Regions from separate parts of the Mus musculus genome. Here region 2 is linked to region 1. Evidence: chromatin contacts called from public Micro-C data. All regions are on one chromosome and are shown on one strand. Each heading gives the region's core, a stretch centred on a gene start, on an enhancer-like site or on the middle of the called end of the contact. The rest is flanking DNA. Distances are from core to core; before and after follow the strand shown.

Region 1 (2,903 bases), core at 127-2,626:
ACTCACTCACTTCTGGGACTCTGGTTCTGCGTCTAGTGGTAAAGGGGAGGGACAGACAGCAATTCAGAACAAGTTTCCTCTCAAGTCCAGCAGGGAGCTAGAGCTCCTTTCTATTTTTTTTCTCCCCATTGAAAAGGCAGAATTGGGAGGACAGGCCCTATGTCTCAACAACGCCCCCCAGAGCGGAGCAGAGGTCATACAAGTGTCAGAGTGATCCACTCGCTCCTAGGAGCAGTAGCACGCCTGCCTTTGCCACCCACACAGGAAGCCACCTTATAGTATCATCTGGCTCTAACCTGTTGTTGGTACCCATCCCCTTCCGCACCAGAAGCCCCCCAAATTACGTCAAGGCGTGAAGCCTCACTGTGTCTCAGGGAAAATGGGTGTGTCAAGTGAGTGCGTTTATTTTATTTTATTTTATTTTATTTTTTTTTAATGCTCATCAATTGCTCTCCGACCAATTTCCCCTTCTAGGGGACGTCTCTGTGAACTCCTAATGTTTCCCAAACAGTCATAGACACGTTTCTCTAGAACTCAGGCACACTCTCTCACAACGTGCCTCCTGTCTGGCACACGTACGTGACCCCTTCCTTTTCCTAATTAGACTAAGGTGTTTTAAAACCCGTTTTCTAGTTGATACGGCCCCAAAGAGGCTTTGCCGAGACATGGCCGGCAGCACCACCAGGCTGCCTTCTCCGGGATTCTGACTCTCACTAATTCAAGGCTCCGGTCGCCCGCCCGTGAGACCCCGGCTGAGACGGGCGGGACGCGTATGGAGGACTCGGGCGGGAGCAGTAGTCGGGGTGCCCCCCCCCCCCCCCGCCATGGGCCCCCAGCACTCGGGCCCCTAATGAGCTGCTGAAAGGGAGCGGGCTCCGGTGCGCGTGGCTCGCAGGCCTCCCGGAGTCCCGGGAACACTGATTGGCCAGCTGCGCCTCGCGACCTCCTTTCATTAATAAATTAGCGGCACGCTCCAGCCGAGCGCGAGCCACCAATCACAATAGACAGCGGCGGCGACAACAGCCGCAGCTTGAGCCACTGCCGCCGCCGCGGCTTCGGTAGCTTGGGCTGCAGCCTGGAGCGCCAACAGGAGCTTTAGAACCATTTTATGCTGATTAGATAAAGGGGGGACGGAGGGGCGGGGGTGATGGAGGAGGAGGATGGATGGCCAGGCCAGGGGAGGGGGAGAGGGACTAAAGAAAGGGAAAGAAATGAATGATGATAATACGATGAAAAGAATAAGCTGGGGAGGGAGAGCGGGGGACCAGGACAGGCGGAGGAGGAGAGGGCGGGGGAAGGGTAGGTGAGGAGGGGGCCCCGGGGCAGATCTGATTGTTTTCTTGGTGGTATATAAGGGGTTTTAAGGAGAGTCGTGTGCCAGACACGCAGCCACTGAACCACAAGCAGCTCGGCTTTAACTGGAGTGCCTTGGAGTCGCGTGCCAGCAGCCACACGGCCAGGGACTGACTGACAGACAACCACGCACGAGAACGACAACACACGAGACTCGGGCGAGCTGCCGCGGTCGTCCGGGCTCTTGGCAAAGTCGCCCAGCCGAGAGGCCCCCCCGCGGAGGTGCGCCTAGGAAGCGCCAAGCCCGCGGCGCGGAGGACACCGTGCTCGGTTCCGGGCTGCGGGGACATTCCCGGACACACACCGGAGCAGCAGCTGCGCCGCGACACATCTGGAGCCGCGTAGGTAAGTGTGCATGCCGCGGCTCTCCACTTCGCAGGCAGTGTCCCCACGCAGGCTCACGCCGCCCACGCTAACTCCATCGCTCTAGACGCAGTGACTTCTGTGACCGGCAGAAGGTGGCTCGAGCCCGGGGCGCTCCTCCCCAGCTCTGTCCTCGCCATCTTCGCGAATGCACATTGAGGGAGATGGAGGGGGGGGGGGCGGGGCGCGGCGCCAGCGACACTTTACCCTGTCCATTCTGGGAATAAATTTCATCTGCCTCTTCTTTCTCAGGATGTTCGTCAAATCTGAGACTCTGGAGTTGAAGGAGGAAGAGGAGGTACTGATGCTGCTGGGCTCGGCTTCCCCGGCCTCGGCGACCCTGACCCCGATGTCCTCCAGCGCGGACGAGGAGGAGGACGAGGAGCTGCGCCGGCCGGGCTCCGCGCGTGGGCAGCGTGGAGCGGAAGCCGGGCAGGGGGTGCAGGGCAGTCCGGCGTCGGGTGCCGGGGGTTGCCGGCCAGGGCGGCTGCTGGGCCTGATGCACGAGTGCAAGCGTCGCCCGTCGCGCTCACGGGCCGTCTCCCGAGGTGCCAAGACGGCGGAGACGGTGCAGCGCATCAAGAAGACCCGCAGGCTCAAGGCCAACAACCGCGAGCGCAACCGCATGCACAACCTAAACGCCGCGCTGGACGCGCTGCGCGAGGTGCTGCCCACCTTCCCCGAGGATGCCAAGCTCACGAAGATCGAGACGCTGCGCTTCGCCCACAATTACATCTGGGCGCTCACCGAGACTCTGCGCCTGGCGGACCACTGCGCCGGCGCCGGTGGCCTCCAGGGGGCGCTCTTCACGGAGGCGGTGCTCCTGAGCCCGGGAGCTGCGCTCGGCGCCAGCGGGGACAGCCCTTCTCCACCTTCCTCCTGGAGCTGCACCAACAGCCCGGCGTCATCCTCCAACTCCACGTCCCCATACAGCTGCACTTTATCGCCCGCTAGCCCCGGGTCAGACGTGGACTACTGGCAGCCCCCACCTCCGGAGAAGCATCGTTATGCGCCTCACCTGCCCCTCGCCAGGGACTGTATCTAGAGCTGCGGGTCTCCCTCTCTCGTCCTCTACCCGGCCCTCTTCCCATCCTTCTCCCGCCCCTCACCCTCCACGCCCCGGACTCCACTTCACAGAGCAGAGGTGGCCCTTGCAATCCCCTCGGCGGCTGGTGCATTCGGGGGTG
Region 2 (2,867 bases), core at 259-2,758, 3.5 Mb after region 1:
AAACCAAACTATACATATATTTCAAACATATATATATATATATATATATATATATATATATATATATATCCACCTCCTAGCCAGCTCCCAAACTGGTAGTTATCAGTAAGCAAAGTTTTAAATGCTGACTTAAAGAACTGTTAAAGTCTACAATGCCCAATAGCCCACACTTTCACCTTTAAAAGAGAGCTCTTGTCCTAAGCGTTCTTATGTAATGAAACCAACACACGATTCGTTGGAGTCTTATTTTCCATTTAAGTAAGATGGAGATACAATTCTTCCTGTTTACTGCTCCCAGGTTCTACAGATGGCTGCCTCACTGGTCTAATGATTTTGCCTGAATATTTGACTTGAGGGGAGGGGTTGAGAGCTAAAAGACAATGTGTTTCCAAACTTAAGCCCCACTTACACAGTGACTTTCACAAAGCGTCGCCCTTAAAAGTCCTGTCCAAAATGCACCAAGGAGACAGTGGGAACCGGAGAATTTTTGAGGTTTGATTCGTATTTACATCCATCCTTTAAAGGTCCCTTTCAGCGGAGTCTCCAGGATGTCAGCAACTGCCCAGTGCTGCCTGCCTCTCCTAGGTTGTTCTTCTCCCTCCTTTTGGGATGTATTTTCCTTTTTCTACGAGGTCTCTACACGCTGAGTCGAGAATCTCCAAAAACCCACGTTCATTCGGTGATAAAGGCACAATGAATGTGATAGCGTAGAAGCGATATTTAAGGCTCAGTCTTCATCCACACCCTTCTTACTGATCCTTCCCCCCTGGTAAGCCTGGAGATTTTATTTTCGCTAGGGTGGTGTGCCCTTGTCTCCGAAGTGTGTGTGATTCACGGTTAGTAGAGTCACAACTCTTCTGTTTGCCTTTGCTGAATCTCTTCTCTCTGGTTAGGTGAGCAATGTGTTACATTTTCTCCTTTTCCTTCCCCTAGTCCCTAATTCTCGCCTTATTCCCTCTGTCAGAGCATCTATCAATGTGGTGTCGACCACAGCGCCAGCGGCTTTCTCTTTCATCTTCCTCCCCTTGCCTGAGTGAGGGGGCTAGAGTGGGCGGCGGGAAGGAGGTTGAAGAAAGACTGGCAAAGGACTAGAAGTGAGGCGCCGGGGGCGGGGTGGGGTGGGGTCGGCAAGAGAAGAAGAGATGCTCAGATGATGAAGTTAAGCCATTCCCGTAGTTTCTCGTCAATTTTCACGTGGGCCACACTGTTCTTTGGGGTTGGGTTACACACAGCACCCAGTCTATCTTCAGGTTGTATGGTGTCGTCCCCCCCCCCCCAGGCATGAACAGGCGGGCGCAAACACATACGCACCCCCACGGCGCCCCCCCCCCCCAAGTATGACTCGTCCTTTGGGTGCTAGGAAATGAACTAGGGCTGGGGGGGGGGGGAGAGAACCTGGATCTCCTCCTCCTCCTAACAGACTCCCTCCTCCCCACCCCTCCAGCAGGCAGCCAAGGAGAGCAGGAGGCGGGGGAGGGGCGGGGGAGGAGAAGCGACGCAAGTGAATAGCTTTGCAGCGCCGGCTAGGCGCGGCGAGGAGAAGCGGTGGGAAGGCGCAACCGCTCACCTGCGGGGCAGCGCGCACCGGAGGGACCGGGCTGCGCTTTCGTGGGCCCTGGCATTCGGACATTCCCGGAGCCTTGCAAGCGGCTACGCTCCGGGTGTTCCCCGGCCGGTCTGCCCGGAGGAGCCGAGGGGCCACCGGCAGCTCTTTGCTTTGACCGAGGGGAGGCGGGGAGAGAGGCGAGCCAGGCAGAAACTCGAGCCGGGAACAAAGAGGGATCGGGCTCGAGTGTGTGTGTGTGTGTGTGTGTGTGTGTGTGTGTGTAAGTGTGTGTATCGGCCCGAGCTGCGGGCTGGAACATTTGGGCCCGAAGCTCCTGCTGTGACTCCCCAAGACTCCGCCGTGCCAGCCACCGCCGATTCCCAGCGCTCATCATCACAAACTTTATTCTTGGCAAACTTCTCTTTTTCTCCCCTCCTCCTCCGCCCCTCCCCCTCCAGCAGATTAAATGCTCCTCCAGAAGGAAAACCGAAGCGAAAGGGAAGGAAAGAAGCTCTAACGCGGACGTCTGCAGCCCGGTGGCTCTTTATTGTTTACTCTGAAGGAAGTGGACTTTTCGGTATTTTCTGATTCTTCTCGTACCTCCGCTGGGGCAAAGGGAGCCTCTTGGCCCAGCTCTCCTCTTCTCAAAAACAAAACAAAACAAAACCCCAAATCACCGAAATCAGCATCCGAGGAATCCGTGGAGAGGTTTTGCACGGTGACGCACCACGGGACCCTCGTTTGCACTTTGGCAAGTCGTGTCCCCTCCGGAACCGGTGTCCTCGAAGCACAGACCCCAGCAACGAGTGCGGCGTGGGGTGGCCACCCAGCCCTGGCAGCCTAGCCTAGTGCACGCGGAGCGGCGTAGACGCTCTCAGAGGCGCCGGCGGCTGCCGCCCTCGCAGTCTGGTGCCCTTCGCCCCAGGGCCGGGCGCCGGCGTCCTTCTAAGTGGGAAAGCGCGGCAATCGCAGAGGCTCCTGCAGCTGCTCCAGCCGTGGGCCCCTCGCTTGCCCACCCGGCTTCCATTCACAGTCCTCCCGCACTCAGTCTTCCAACTCCCCCACCTCACATCGACCCTCCCTTCTTGCTGTCTCGGAGTGCTCCCGCAGCGGAGCGGAGATTACACAGCCGCCGGGATGCCCCAACTTTCCGGAGGAGGCGGCGGGGGGGACCCGGAACTCTGCGCCACCGATGAGATGATCCCCTTCAAGGACGAAGGCGATCCCCAGAAGGAGAAGATCTTCGCCGAGATCAGTCATCCCGAAGAGGAGGGCGACTTAGCCGACATCAAGTCATCTTTGGTTAACGAGTCCGAAATCA

Evidence for each region. Hi-C and Micro-C count contacts between places; a contact is called where the count stands out from the background.
Region 2: a Micro-C map of embryonic stem cells shows a contact between it and region 1, with 13 times the contacts expected there. The contact joins the promoter of Lef1 here to the promoter of Neurog2 in region 1. A contact is called at or near these places in 1 of 39 promoter capture datasets (hippocampal neurons) and 9 of 484 Hi-C or Micro-C datasets (cerebellum and embryonic stem cells).

The regions. Positions count from the first base shown.
Region 1 is chr3:127,631,760-127,634,662 of GRCm38.p6, forward strand. Neurog2 (neurogenin 2) reads left to right here and starts at 1,377. Exons shown (of 2, transcript NM_009718.3): 1 at 1,377-1,698; 2 at 1,969-2,903. The coding sequence starts at 1,970. The coding sequence ends at 2,761.
Region 2 is chr3:131,108,789-131,111,655 of GRCm38.p6, forward strand. Lef1 (lymphoid enhancer binding factor 1) reads left to right here and starts at 1,509. Exons shown (of 12, transcript NM_010703.4): 1 at 1,509-2,867. The coding sequence starts at 2,684.